Linked DNA regions of Sus scrofa: regions 1, 2, 3 and 4 are each linked to region 5. A link is a contact called in public Hi-C and HiChIP or PLAC-seq data. All regions are on one chromosome and are shown on one strand. The core of a region is the stretch at or near the end of the contact, and the rest is flanking DNA. Distances in the headings are between cores, read along the strand shown.

The links. A called contact is a pair of places that touch in the nucleus more often than the background predicts. HiChIP or PLAC-seq counts read pairs in DNA pulled down with a chosen protein or histone mark.
Region 1: an H3K27ac HiChIP or PLAC-seq map of alveolar macrophages shows a contact between it and region 5. The contact joins two enhancer-like sites. A contact is called at or near these places in 2 of 2 datasets of contacts at active chromatin or transcription factors (alveolar macrophages and skeletal muscle).
Region 2: a contact with region 5 is called in an H3K27ac HiChIP or PLAC-seq map of skeletal muscle, with 3 times the contacts expected there. The contact joins two enhancer-like sites. A contact is called at or near these places in 2 of 2 datasets of contacts at active chromatin or transcription factors (alveolar macrophages and skeletal muscle).
Region 3: a contact with region 5 is called in an H3K27ac HiChIP or PLAC-seq map of skeletal muscle. The contact joins two enhancer-like sites. A contact is called at or near these places in 1 of 5 promoter capture datasets (liver) and 2 of 2 datasets of contacts at active chromatin or transcription factors (alveolar macrophages and skeletal muscle).
Region 4: a contact with region 5 is called in a Hi-C map of alveolar macrophages, with 10 times the contacts expected there. The contact joins two enhancer-like sites. A contact is called at or near these places in 21 of 47 Hi-C or Micro-C datasets (alveolar macrophages, blood, differentiating spermatogonia and 13 more) and 1 of 2 datasets of contacts at active chromatin or transcription factors (alveolar macrophages).

The regions. Positions count from the first base shown.
Region 1 is chr13:69,051,308-69,054,007 of Sscrofa11.1, forward strand. The region is part of intron 2 of TMCC1 (transmembrane and coiled-coil domain family 1); the gene reads right to left. Among named protein-coding and RNA genes, the nearest start is that of PLXND1, 56 kb to the left of the region's middle. Within about 2 kb of position 1,359, at least 5 of the 83 cell types and tissues checked have an H3K27ac peak or open chromatin away from gene starts, as enhancers often do. A contact at or near this core is called in alveolar macrophages, where this site is marked.
Region 2 is chr13:69,083,812-69,086,511 of Sscrofa11.1, forward strand. All of the region lies in intron 1 of TMCC1 (transmembrane and coiled-coil domain family 1), which reads right to left. Among named protein-coding and RNA genes, the nearest start is that of PLXND1, 89 kb to the left of the region's middle. Within about 2 kb of position 1,255, at least 6 of the 83 cell types and tissues checked have an H3K27ac peak or open chromatin away from gene starts, as enhancers often do. A contact at or near this core is called in skeletal muscle, where this site is marked.
Region 3 is chr13:69,126,033-69,128,732 of Sscrofa11.1, forward strand. The region is part of intron 1 of TMCC1 (transmembrane and coiled-coil domain family 1); the gene reads right to left. Among named protein-coding and RNA genes, the nearest start is that of TMCC1, 96 kb to the right of the region's middle. Within about 2 kb of position 1,374, at least 4 of the 83 cell types and tissues checked have an H3K27ac peak or open chromatin away from gene starts, as enhancers often do. A contact at or near this core is called in skeletal muscle, where this site is marked.
Region 4 is chr13:69,445,438-69,448,137 of Sscrofa11.1, forward strand. It overlaps MRPS25 (28S ribosomal protein S25, mitochondrial), which reads left to right. Exons shown (of 4, transcript XM_003358532.5): 2 at 378-484. Among named protein-coding and RNA genes, the nearest start is that of MRPS25, 5.7 kb to the left of the region's middle. Within about 2 kb of position 1,269, at least 5 of the 83 cell types and tissues checked have an H3K27ac peak or open chromatin away from gene starts, as enhancers often do. A contact at or near this core is called in alveolar macrophages, where this site is marked.
Region 5 is chr13:69,288,978-69,291,677 of Sscrofa11.1, forward strand. No RefSeq gene overlaps it. Among named protein-coding and RNA genes, the nearest start is that of TMCC1, 67 kb to the left of the region's middle. Within about 2 kb of position 1,309, at least 53 of the 83 cell types and tissues checked have an H3K27ac peak or open chromatin away from gene starts, as enhancers often do. A contact at or near this core is called in alveolar macrophages and skeletal muscle, where this site is marked.

The DNA.
Region 1 (2,700 bases), core at 109-2,608, 240 kb before region 5:
CCTCTTAACTCTTATTTCCTCATCAAGAGGGCCAGCACAAGCATATAAATGGGCCCCTGCAATTCCCTGGCTCAGGTCTGCCAGATAATTCAATGACTTCCATGCACTGGACTGTTCCAAGCAGTCCTTTAAATTGATAAAACTCTCCTATCTACCTTCCTTGTTTTGTATGTGTATGAGGGAAAGTCTCTTAAGAAAATCTTATCTGATATTTGCAAATTTCCAGAAAGTGCTGAGTATAAAGTGCAATCCTTACCATGGATTACCATGCCCTTGCATAAAAATGAAGTCTTTTAGAAGTTGAAGAATTTACTCACAGTTACATGGAAATTAACAGCAAGATCTCAAGATCTGAGTCTTCCTAAATGGGAAAATACAACTATTGTTCCCAGAGACAGCACTTTATTAGTAAGTAGTCAGACAGCAAAGTAGCTTTTGGGTAAGTAGAATGAGCTGCATTTCCCCACAGATGAAACACAAACAGGTAAGGAGACTTGCCAAGGTGATACAAAGCTGTAGAACTCAGGGCTGAAGCAAAACTCACAAAGGGTCCAGTTGAAACAGCCCCATTAATTCATCTACTAATAACCAATAGCATTTGTTTCCCTCTTCAAGTCAGAAGAATTACCTGGAGAATGATGACTTTCTGAAAGAACAGAAAAGTTGCAGCTGTTATTTTGTAGTTGAAATTCTATTACGCTCACACTAATAGTTGTGTTTGCGTTACCATAGTAAGCACTTCCAATCTACAGGAAACATCAGGGAGGAAACTGAGAAAGCCATAAACTTTGAGGCTTTTGCAAAATATGATGAACAAAGAGGTTGGCAAGACGCCCCTGGTGTCCTGCAGTGGAGGTCCTCTGGGTTGCCTCAGTGCCCTGAAAGAATGGTACTGGCTCACCATTATTAAAACACTTGTCCTAATTTGTTCACCTAGGTCATGAAAGCTCTTTTCACAGTCTCACAACCTGCAAATTGAAAGCACAAACCTGACTGTGTTTAGGAATACCTGGTCAAACATTTTATCAGTGCCATCAGCCTCTGTGTAGCTTACATAATCCACATGTGCAATAATAGTATGCCAACAGGCTAACGCAAAGAGCCCAGTAAAAATGAAATGGTGTTACTCTGAGTGGAAGAATGTAAGTGTGGGGAATTTAGGGTTTGATGTAATCTACTTAGTCATTGTAATCATCAGAACATCAGAATACTAGCACCACAAATAACAATAGCTACCTGCCCACTATGTCTTTTTACGGGTAGCATCTGTAGCAATCTCATGAAGACATTTCTACGTTAATCCTCACCTCCTCCCTCCCTGGGAGGTACTTCCATTTATAACTAAGAAATGGGAGGAGTTCTCGCTATGGTGCAACAGGTTGGCAGTGTCTTGCCACGCGGGTTTGATCTCCAGCCCAACACAATGGGTTAGGGATCCGGCACTGCAGCAGCTTAGTTCGAGGCTACAGCTTTGATCTGAACCCTGACTGGGAACTCCATTATGTCGGGGGTGCCCCCCCCGAAAAAGGGAAAAGAAATGGGAAACTGAGAAAAATGCTGTAATTTTCCCCTGCTGGTAAGGTGTAGGGAGGATCTGAACTGCTTGATTCAGCCTTCTTGATTTTTATATTTGTTTTATTATTGTCTTTTTATAAAACCATTCCCCCCATACTATTAGACAAACTCAAAATGTGAACAATGAAAGGAAGAGAAACACTTTCCACACCTCTGTTATTAACATTATAAACTCTTGTGCTTACTTTACTTGCTACTGTTTACTTCCAAGCTGACTCCTAAAATGGAGAAGCCAGGCACCCAGAATTCATAGAAAGAGCACTTCTAGTTTCTCATTAAATATTAACACCAAACTAGGAGGGAAGAAAGGTAAAGTAAATTGTGTACAGCCTTTCACATGTGACTTTTGTTAAAACTAAGAACTCCTTGGAGTTCCCCTTGTGGCGCAGCAGAAACAAACCTGACTTGTATCCAGGAGGATGTGGGTTGGATCCCTAGCCTTGCTCAGTAGGTCAGGGATCTGGCGTTGCCGAGAGCTGTTGTGTAGGTTGCAGATGGGGCTCAGATCCTATGCTGCCGTGGCTGTGGTGTAGGCTGGCAGTTGTAGCTCCGATTCTACCCTAGCCTGGGAACTTTTATATGCCCAAAAAAAAAAAAAAAAAAAAGAGCTCCTTGTAAGTGATTTTAACCCCTTTTTATGACACTAATAAAAAACTCTCTGGACATGAAGTGGGGAGTGGTTCTTGTTCCTATAAGTAAATGATTTTGACTGGCACATGCTTTTCATGTGATTCCATCTAGTATACAAAGAAGCATGAGATTAATAACTCATTTAGAAACTTTTTACTTAAAAATCTTTCCTGAATCATTATAACTCAAAGGGAATGTAGACAGCTAATATGATTTGAGTTTAACTATCAGTAAACAGACATCCTGAACATTATAAGATCTTTTTAAAAAAAGTAGGTCAGGGAGTTCCCTGGTGGCTCAGCAGGTTAAGGATCCAGCACTGTCACTGTTGTGGCTCAGGTCACTGCTGTGGCCTGGGTTTGGTCCCTGACCCAAGAACTGCTGCATGGGTGTGGCCAACAAAAAAAAGTAGGTTATATCATATTTGGGCAGGTGAAATTCTTCCCCCAAAGAATTATTAAAACACATCTAGGACGTTCCCCTGGGTGCAGAGGG
Region 2 (2,700 bases), core at 5-2,504, 210 kb before region 5:
GGTCTACACTACCGTTTTGGACTTTATTCCAAGGATTGTCACTAAAGGCTTCCCAATGGTAAAAGTAGGATAAAAGTAGGATAATCTCCTTTGGAATCTAGATTTAGAGATCCAAAAAGCTACTTGACTATATCAAAATCATCATGACCAAAACCAAACACCACAATCTTCCTCTAACCCTGGTTCTCTTACAATCCTCTATTATCACCTCAGGAAAAGCATCACTATCCATCAGGTTACACAAGCCCAACCAAACCATGCCAAAGCCCAGCAATCATTTTTGACATCATCTGCCTTCTACCTATATCCAACCCAATACCAAGTTTTATTTATTTTTCTTTCTTTTTTTCTTTTTTTTTTTAGGGCCGCACCTTCGGCATATGGAAGTTCCCAGGCTATAGGTCAAATTGAAGCTGCAGCTGCTAGGCCACAACACAGCCACAGCAACACAGGATCTGAGCCACGTTTGCAACCTATACCACAGCTCATGGCAAAGCCAGATCCTTAATCCACTAAGTGGGAGGCCATGGATCAAACCTGTGTCCTCATAGATGCTAGTCGGGTCTGTTACTGCTGAGCCACAATGGGAACTCCTTATTTTACTTTCCAAATGTCCATCAAATTACAATACTCTCCACCTATCTCTACTTATTTCTACTGTCAAAGTCTTAGGACAAACTGCAGTCATCTTTTCTGGATCCCTCTACTCTGACTGATCTACATTCATTTAAGCTCTCAGTTTAACTGGAATTTTCTTTTTTTTAATCCTAAATTAACCAATGCTTAAATTATTTTAGTAGTTTCCACACTCCTAGAATTTTATTTTAAGAACAAGAATCTGAACATGGTCTATAAAGTTTTATGTGACTAGGCTCTGGATCTCTCTCTAGCTTTAGCATGCTTCTCCCACTATAGCCACAATAGCAATTTTTTTTTTTTTTTTTTAAATGGCTGGACCTGAGGAAGTTCCTGGGCCAGGGAGTGAATCTGAGCCACAGCTGTGACAATGCAGGATCCCTGAACCCACTGCACCAGGCTGGGGATCAAACCTGTACCTCTGCAGTGACCTGAGCTGCTGGAGTCGGATTCTTACACTGTGCCACAGCGGGAACCTCACAAGAGCCTTTTTTAGACCCTGCTTTTCATCCTGTTCCTTCTCACTGTGGATGAAAAATTGTCATTTGCCACCTGCCTCTACAAGGATGAAGTCACTAGCCACTGTAATCGCTGACCTTCAACACAACCTCAAAGGAGTTCAGGGTAGAGGTCAAGAATGAGGCACTCTGTGCTCTGGGAAAAACTGGCAGAACAGGCCCTCAGATGGTTAGATGTTTTTCAGGGGAAGATTTTATGAGCCCAATTTCTTGTTTCTTCTCATATCTAGAAAAGCACTAAAATCATTAACAGAGACATCTGCTCCTGGTGACTAGGAGCAGCCTTATTATGACTAGAAGCAACCTTCTGCTAACGTATGTGCTTGCCTTCACTAAAATCACATATATATACTGACCTCCCTGCCCATCTCTTCAGAGGAGTCCTCACAGCCATCTGAGAGGCTGTCTCCCAGGCTACAGTCTTCATTTTGCCCCAAATAAAATTAAATTCACAATTCTCTCATTGTGCATTTTTTTCAGTCAAAATCACTACAGGGTCTTTGCACATGTAATATTGCCTACCATCCTTTTTTCAACTCTCAGCCAGCACTCTGCAAGGTACTTGGGCACATATTAACAAATAAAATAAAGTCTCTGCCTTCAATGATGCTTAGCTCAGTGAGGAAAAGTGGTAAAGACAGAAAAACCAGTAATCAAGAAACAAAGATTGTGAAAAGTGCTACAAAGAAAAAGAACAAAGTTCTGTGAGAAAAAGAATAATGTTAAAGCAGGGAAACCTACTCTAGATTGGAGGAGTGTCATAACATAATTCTATACAGGGGCATTTAAACTGCACTCTCAATGATAGAAAAGGAAGTCGTTACTTTAACCGGGCCACAAAGGAAGAGAAGCATTATCGCTGTAGGTTTCATGTGCCAAGAAAATACAGAATTTGGAATCTTATAGTCAAGAAAAAATATACACAGCTAACCAAACAGTTCAAAAAAAGAAGAAAGAAAAAAAGATTTGTATATTCACTGCTTCTTAGAATTCACTTGGCGAAAGGTTGAGACTATGTTACAGAAAAGGATTAAGGAAGAAGCAGAAGGATGCTGAGAGAGGAAAAGGCCCGTAAAGAAGGAGGGGGCCACTTGCCTAGGAACCTAATAGAGTATATGGATAGATGTATTTATAAGGCTTATATAAGCAGTGAGTCAGCAAAAAGCCAGGTGTCAATGGATCTCTTCTGTGCCCATTCTAAGCAGCTAGGAAACTTGGCTTTCTCTACTGGTGAGAAGAGGGGCCCAAAGACAAGATCTGAGGTATGTTATAAAACAGTCACCATACCATCCAGCAATACTTGCTGTGATGAGGAAAAGTAAACCTTTATGCTTAGAAAAACAAAAGAAACAAGATCCAACTTGAAGCAGATTAGAGTAAGATGATTCTAGTAGGATTTCACAGACCAAATGTGACTATTTTGTTAACTTGTAATAAAATGCTTATTAAAGATCCCAAAACCAAGACTCCAAAATCTGAAAACAAACCCTATATTTTAAAGAGAAAACATCTTTCTTGGGGTCCATAAGTATTTCTACAACTATCT
Region 3 (2,700 bases), core at 124-2,623, 160 kb before region 5:
CAAAAAGAAAATAACTTTTAAGAACATATACACTAGTTTCATTGTGAACACTTAAATGTCTAATGAAAGAATAATATTCTGAAAATGCGTTAGCTAAACATACATACAACAAAAATCTGTATTTAAGAAGGTTAAGAGAACCAGTAGTTAGGAAGGTTCAAGTACATTTTAAAAGTAAGCACATGAGGGAGTGAGTGAATGTTAGCATGTGTGAGAAAGCTGACGAGCAGCCTCATTTCTGGTATATCCTAGGAAAGGATCTCATGAGTCAAGATTCTAAGGAGAGCTGTAGCTGTCTATGAGCCCTCTCCTTTCCCCTACATCACCCGCCGCAATATAGTACAGCAGGTTATTTGGCACATATAGCCTGGCAATGATTCTACTCAGAGGTGGGAACTAATGCTCTTAAAAATTATGGGTGGTGGAGTTCCTGTTATGGCTCAGAGGTTAACGAACCTGACTAGCATCCATGAAGACGTGGGTTCAATCCCTGGCCTCAATCAGTGGGTTAAGGATCCGGCGTTGCCGTGAGCTGTGGTGTAGGTCACAGACGCAGCTCAGATCTCATGTTACTATGGATCTGGTGTAGGCCAGTGGCTACAGCTCTGATTGGACCCCTAGCCTGGGAACCTCCATTTACTGTAGGTGCAGCCCTAAAAGAAAGAAAAGAAATTCTGGGTGGGATATATTGAGTAGGACCAAAAGACTTGCTCTTGTCTGTAGACCTCAAGCGGCATACTATGGTGAAAGCAGAAATGGGGATTTAACTCATTATACACCGTCTTCTGCTGGTTTTCATATGACTTGGTACGGAGAAGAGTAGGGAATCTCTCTTTCCAACCTTGTTAATAACCCAGAAGTCTTCCAGGTCATCTGGATCAAGGCTACAAATCTCTTACAAGAAAGTGGGAGGTAACATACTCCAGGATCATTGCGTTCATTTTGTACCAGCATGAATCTCAAACTATCAATTCTACTGACTCCTCTGCATCTATATAGACTGGCAGAACATAGCTATTTCCCCTAGGTAGCCTGCCAGAATGTGGAGAGTCATTTAAGATAGAAAAGATGACAGCAGTAATTTTAGCACACAGCTGTCTAATACTTAGGTTACTTATCTGCTTATGCTACCAGTGTAATCTTAGGCAAAAACAAGTCTATGAAGTTGAATCATTCTGATGAAATGTCTCCTCCTTTAAAAAGTTAAGGTTGGACCAAGTACTGACTATTTTCAAGTCTTAGCACACTTTCTGCTTTTTACTTTTAATTATAAAAATTTTCAAATATAGAGAAAACGTAGAAAGAATGTTACAAGGAACCCATATATCCAACACCTGGACTCAACAACTACTAACCTTTTACTTTAAACCCACACGTGCGCGTGCACACGTGCGCACACACACAGACACACAGCTAAGTCACTTAGAGTAAATTACATATGATACTCTATACCAAAATACTTCAGCATATATCTCCAAAATTTAAGGCCATTCTCCTAAATAAAATATCACTGTAATGCCTACCAAATTTGCTAATTCAATAACATCATCTAATATCTAGTCATACTGAAAGGTTAAAAAGTATACAAACCTACAGATGATAGAGATTATAGTTTTAATAAAATACATATAGGACATATGGACTACTCACAACAGTTTCACTATCACCAAGAGTCTAACAAAGCCACAGCTAAAAAACACTGGTCATAATCATATGTCTTAGGGTAAGAAAACAATCAAACAAAAATCCAGAACTGTATTTGTTTCTCTAAAGAAAGTGTTTTTAACTTCCACATTTGGCTCCTCAGTTATAATATTATACTACTGTTTCAAAAGAAACATTTCTGATCAGGTGCTATAATAACTAGGAAACTGAGGCCTGGAAAGGATTTCTATATGTTATTACATAATTCTGCTGTAATACCAGTTACTAATTCATAATCTACCTTATTTCCAAAAAAAGAACTTGATATGTTTTATAAAATTTATACATTTTTAATAAACAATGAAAGTTATAATTAAAGAACAAAAGATATATTGGGATACATGAAACAGGTAACTGAATTAGAAACACAAACTAAGGCTAGTCACTGCAATTGAGTACTTTAGAATTTCTGTATATATATGAATGACTGGGTCACTTTGCTGTACAGCAGAAACTGACACAATACTGTAAATCAACTATACTTTAATAAAAAAAAAACTTTTTAAAGAATACTTTTGAATTTTCTGGCAACCAAAGCAAAAATGGAAATATGTTATACTTTTTTGTTAGCTGTTTAAAAAAAAATGCTCAAGAAGTTATCAGCATATTTAATCGGAGAATTTTGCATGTGGATTTTTATATAAGAAAAATGTACTAATAACTGAAATCTTTTACAATGATTAATACAAAAGATAGGAAAACATTATTTGTAGGTGCGTATTATATCCAAATATAACAAAAGTCAAGGGCTTATTATAAAACCAAAGATGCGGAGTTCCCGTCGTGACGCAGTGGTTAACGAATCCAACTAGGAACCATGATGTTGCAGGTTTGATCCCTGCCCTTGCTCAGTGGGTAACGATCCAGCATTGCCGTGAGCTGTGGAATAGGTCGCAGACACGGCTCAGATCCTGAGTTGCTGTGGCTCTGGCGTAGGCTGGTGGCTACAGCTCTGATTCAAACCCTAGACTGGGAACCTCCACATGCCACAGGAGC
Region 4 (2,700 bases), core at 19-2,518, 160 kb after region 5:
TAGATCCTTCGTTGCTGTGGCTGTGGTATAGCCTGGAACCTCCATAAGCTGCTGGTGTGGCCCTAAAAAGACAAAAAACAAACAAACAAACAAAAAACCACACCAGGAAGTTCTTGTTGTGGCTCAGTGGTAACAAGCCCCTGCTAGTATCCATGAGGATGCGAGTTCAATCCCTGGCCTTCATCATTGGGTTAAGGACCCTATGTTGCTGTGGCTGTGGCGTAGGCAGGCAGCTGCGGCTCTGATTCAAACCTAGCCTGGGAACTTCTATATTCCAAGGGTTTGGCCCTAAAAAGCAGAAAAAGAAAAATTGAAAAATACACCGGTGCATACAGTATTAGGTTAAAAACTCAGGTTTAATTTCATCCATTTTGCAGGAAATTCGTATTTTTCAACATACCTCAGATCCAGTACAAGAACCCCTGGGTGCAGATCACGATGTTTAAGAACATGACGCCATCGCCCTTCCTGAGGTTCTACTTAGGTGAGCAGAACCTGGGCCCTGTGCTGTGGCCCGACATTGGCGTGGCCTGAGGTGGGCGCTTGTAATGCACTTCTCCCCTCCCCTTGGCTTCTGGACCCAGCACACAGTGGCTGCTGAGATCTGGTGTCTCCCCTACACCTTGGGCTCATCTCCGCATGCCTCATATCCTTCGCCCTGGTTGCTCCAGATTCCCTGGCCACACTGCTTTTGTGCCTTCGCTCACACTGCTCCCTCTGTCAGAAATCTCCTTTCTACTTTTCTTTGCTTAATTAAGAAAAAATAATCCTTTGATAATTTGATAATTATCAAAATAATCCTTTGATAATCCCATTGTGGCTCAGTGGTAACAAACTGGACTAGTATCCCTGAGGATACAGGTTTGATCCCTGACCTTGCTCAGTGGTTTAAGGATCTGGTGTTGCCATAAACTGTGGTGTAGGTTGCAGACACAGCTTGGATCCTGTGTTGCTGTGGCTGTGGTGTAGGCCAGCAGCTGTAGCTCTGATTCAGCCCCTGGCCTGGTAACTTCCATATGCCTAGGGTGTAGCCCTAAAAAGAAAAATAATAATAGTCCCTTGAGACTCAGCCTGAGCACCATTTCCCCCAGGAAGCCTTCCCTGCACCTTCGATGGGCCTCCCCTGTCTCCCAGCGCACCTGTGTTTGCATGTGTCCTCTGGACTGGACACGCTGTTGCCACGAGTCACTAAGGCAAAGGCTTATTCAGTTAAGCTGGGCTTGGGGCCCAGAGGTCAGAAGACCTGATATTCTGGCCCAGCTCTCTACTCAGTCATTCTGATCCTGAGCGAGTAACCCACTTCCCTATTTCTCAGGGGAAGGCAAAACATCTCCCTTACACAGTTGTAAGAATCGACTGAAGTGGAAACAGGATATTCTTCCATTCATTCAGTAAATACATACCAAGTGCCTATAAGGACCCAGGTGCTGCCCTATGTGCTGGGGATATCAGGGACCTCTACTGACAAATGTCTCTCGCTTTGTAGAGTCGATGTTCCTGCTGGTGACAGAAAGAATAAGACTCAGTAACATGTTTTGTTAGAAGATGAGTGCTGTGGGAAAAAGAGAAAGGGAGCAAGGTGGAGGTGAGGGGAATGGTGATGGTTTGACAACTTTGTGATTGTATTTTGGGTTTTTTGTTGTCGATTTGTCTTTTTTTTTGCCTTTTCAGGGCCGCATCTGCGGCATATGGAGGTTCCCAGGCTGGAGGTCTAATCGGAGCTGTTGCTGCCAGCCTTTGGGACAGCCACAGCCACGGCAGATCTGACCTGTGTCTGCAACTTGCACCACAGCTCACGACAATGCCGGATCCTTAACCCACTGAGTGAGGCCAGGAATCGAACCCGCAAACTCATGGTTCCTAATCGGATTTGTTTCTGCTTCGCCACAACGGAAACTCCTGTATTTTGTGTTAGTGGATTTTTGTGGGGTAGGGGTGGGTTCGGGTTGTGCCTGCAGCATATTGAAGTTCCTGAGCCAGGGAGTGAATTTATGTCACAGCAGTGGTGTGAGCCGTAGCAGTGACAATGCTGAATCCTCAGTCCCCTGCACCACCAGGCAACTCCTGAGTTGGTGTTTTTAAAAACGCACTTTATTGAGGTGTGATTTACCCACAATAAAATGAGCGGGTCTCTTGTGCATGGAGCAATGGGTTCTGACAGTTGTTAGGTGCCTGTCACTATTTTCCAGTGAGGACAACAACAAAATTTCTCTCTATAAAGTCCCCATCACTGCTTTCCAGTTAATCCCTTGCCCACCAGAGGCACCCACTGTTAGCGGTTCTTTTACCATAGATTGATTTTGTTTTATTTGTTTCAGACCATACTATAAATAGAATCTCACAATATGTGTTCTTCTATATTTTCACTTGTGTTTTTGAGATTCACCACAGTATGTGTATCAACAGTTTATTTTTTAGGGCAGTACCAGCAGCATATGGAGGTTCCCAGGTTAGGGGTCGAATCGGAGCTGCACCTGCTGATTTACACCACAGCCACAGCAACACAGAATCCGAGCTGTGCCTGTGACCTACACCACAGCTCACAGCAACGCTGGATCCTGAACCCACTGAGTAAGGCCGGGGATTGAACCCGAATCCTCATGGATCCCAGTCGGGTTCTTTAACTACTGAGCCGACGAAGGGAACTCCTTAGCAGTTTATTGTTATTGCTGAGTTGTACTCCATTATCAGAATATACCA
Region 5 (2,700 bases), core at 59-2,558:
CTGAGAGATGCTTATGGTACAGGTACCTCTGATATGTATGTCAGACTTACAGCAACCATTTTGGATTAGTGCGTGTGTGTTCATCTTCCTTTCCTCTACGACAAGTCAGGATGGAAAGGCAGTGTGCAAAAGCACTGGCTAAGATCTACCAAGACTTAATGTGTAAGGTGTCACCAAAGAAGTGGGGGGTCGGAATTAGCCAACAGCTCAAGGGGCTGCTTGAAGAAACTCTGCTGCAAATTCACCTGGGGGATGTTCACCATCAATGTCAGGGATGGACCAACCAACCCCTGGACAAGGACTACACATCCGTGCTAAAAATAAAAAACCTGGAGTCTGCGAGCTGTAAACGGATCTCCGGCCCTTTAGGGAAGATGCAACTCAATGAGCCCCTTTTCCCTTCCTAAAAGGATTAAAGAAAGGCACCTGGGGCCAAGTCTGGCTAGCTTAGACTCACATCCCACCGCGCACCTCCTAATCTCCCTGTTCCCAGTACAGCGGGCTCCCTTCTCCCCTCGAACAAGTTCAAAATCAAAACAAAAGGTGCAAAACTGGTTTCAGGTGGCAATGGCTGAGCCCTTGTGGCCAACTTCTGGGGCCGCTAGGGCGAGCGAGGGCTCGTAGGACCCCAGGCCCCCCAGAGTCGGCTACCGAACAGCCCCTCGGGCCTGGGCCCAACTCCCCCACACGCCCTTCCCTCCCCGCGGCCCTGGAGGGGGTGCTGGGAAGGGGGCGAGGCGAGGGGGTGGGGAGAGAAACCCAGGGTCAAGATGACAGCGAAACAGACCAGGGGAGAAAGAGGCCCGGGGGGATGCTGGGGGTCGAGTCTAGCTAGGCCCGGGGCTTCAGCCCGAACGGGGGCGACCGATGGTCCGAGCCGCGCCAGGCCGCGAGCTGGAGGCCCGGCCCGCGTCGGCGGCGCCACCCCGCCACGCTCCCCTCACGACTCTCCCCGCCCCGGGCGGAGGGGCAATGAGGGGCCGCCGCCAGCGTGTCCGGGGCGGGGGCACTCACTCACCGGCGGGGAGGGGAGGAGCAGCCGGCGTCTCCGCCAGCACCGTCGCTCGTGCTCAAGCACCGGCTCCTGCCGCTGCGGCCGCCGCGCCCGGTCCATCCCCCCCCAACCACCCCCCTCCCGGCCCTCCCCCCGCGCCGCCTGAGCCGCCGCAGCCGCCACCGCCGCCACGGTCCCGGCGCGGGAACGCGAACCAGCGCGAGGGGGCGAGAGCGCGCGCCCGCCTCCACCACCCACAACCTCCGCCCCCGGCTGGCGGCGCACGCGCAAGGCGGTGGCGGCGGGCGCGCGCACGCCGCAGGAGGCGGGCACAGCTCCGGAAGGCGTACCCCCGCCCCACCCGCCCGCCCACCCACGCGGTAGCTATGCTCTGAGTCGATCCAGCGCAGGTGGCCGGGGGCTGTTCCGCGTGGGCTGTTCCAGGCGAAAGCTCCCGAAACGCAGTTCCTCTGGAGAGCGAAGGCCCACGGCAGCTCAGCGGATTTCTGGCGGCCGCTCCGGGTTTTTCACCTGTTCTCCCTGTCTTCAATCGTAAGGCCTTCTTTCATGCTCAAATCCAGCAAGTTTTCGGCTGCTGCTGGGAAAAGGACTGGGGCTGTCACTATTTCACATCTGGTATTACTGCTGAAGGGAACTGAAGCAGTCATCAGCCTATCCCTTTATTATTCCAATTTCCTAATTGATTTATTCGTTCGTCACGTATGTATTGAGGCTCCTTTCATGTCCTAGGCCCTGTATGAGTTACTGGAAGTACAACATGGAAACGAAGTCATGAAGTTAGAACGGGTTAAAGACACTGTTATGGGGGAATCACACAAAATTTAAATTTGCAAACAGTGTCATCTCTTCTGAGAAGTGCGTGGCTCCCAGAGAGCCTGTTTTGGGGCGGGGTGGAGGAGGGATGGAGGGGGTGGTAGGAGATTGATTTTGTGGAATCTGAAGGCCGACTTGGAAGAACTTAACTACCTCCAAGGAGTGAGAGCTTGGCGTGGCTGGAATGGGGCGCTGAAAGAGCATTCAATGTGGAGCGGAGTGTGACGGGGCAGGGGACCAATTAGGAGGCTGCCTGAACAGTCGAGGCACTGGTGATGGTAAGAAGAGCACTGTTTAGGGAGTAAAATGGACAGGAGTTGATAGATTGAAGATTGTGGCCAAGGAGGAGGCAAGGTTGACTCTTAGATTTGAGGTTGGTGGGGATGCATTTATAGATCTCAGGAGCTCTGAAGGAGACCCTTGAGGAAAATAACTAAAAACGGATGATAAACGTAAAAACTAAAACTACCAAGTAAATTTCTAGAAGAAAACACAGAGGAAAAAAAAATCTTTGTGATTTTGAGATAGGCAAAGATTTCTTAGGACACCATAATCATGAACCGTAAAAGAAATGATTTGTAAAATGAACTTAATTAAAATCTAAAACTTTTGTTCTTTGAAAGACATCATGAAAAAATGAAAAGATTGAGGGGTGGATTTGGAATACAATATATCTGACAATCCAGAATATATAAAGAACTCATATAAATGAATGACAACCCAAAACAATGAGCAAAAGGTTTTAGTAAACTCTTCACTAAAGAAGATATAAAAATGGCTAATAAGCAACAAAAAGATGCTCAGTATCTTTAGCCATACAGGGATTTGCAAACTAAAACCAAAATGAGATGCCTCTACCCTCATTACAGTAG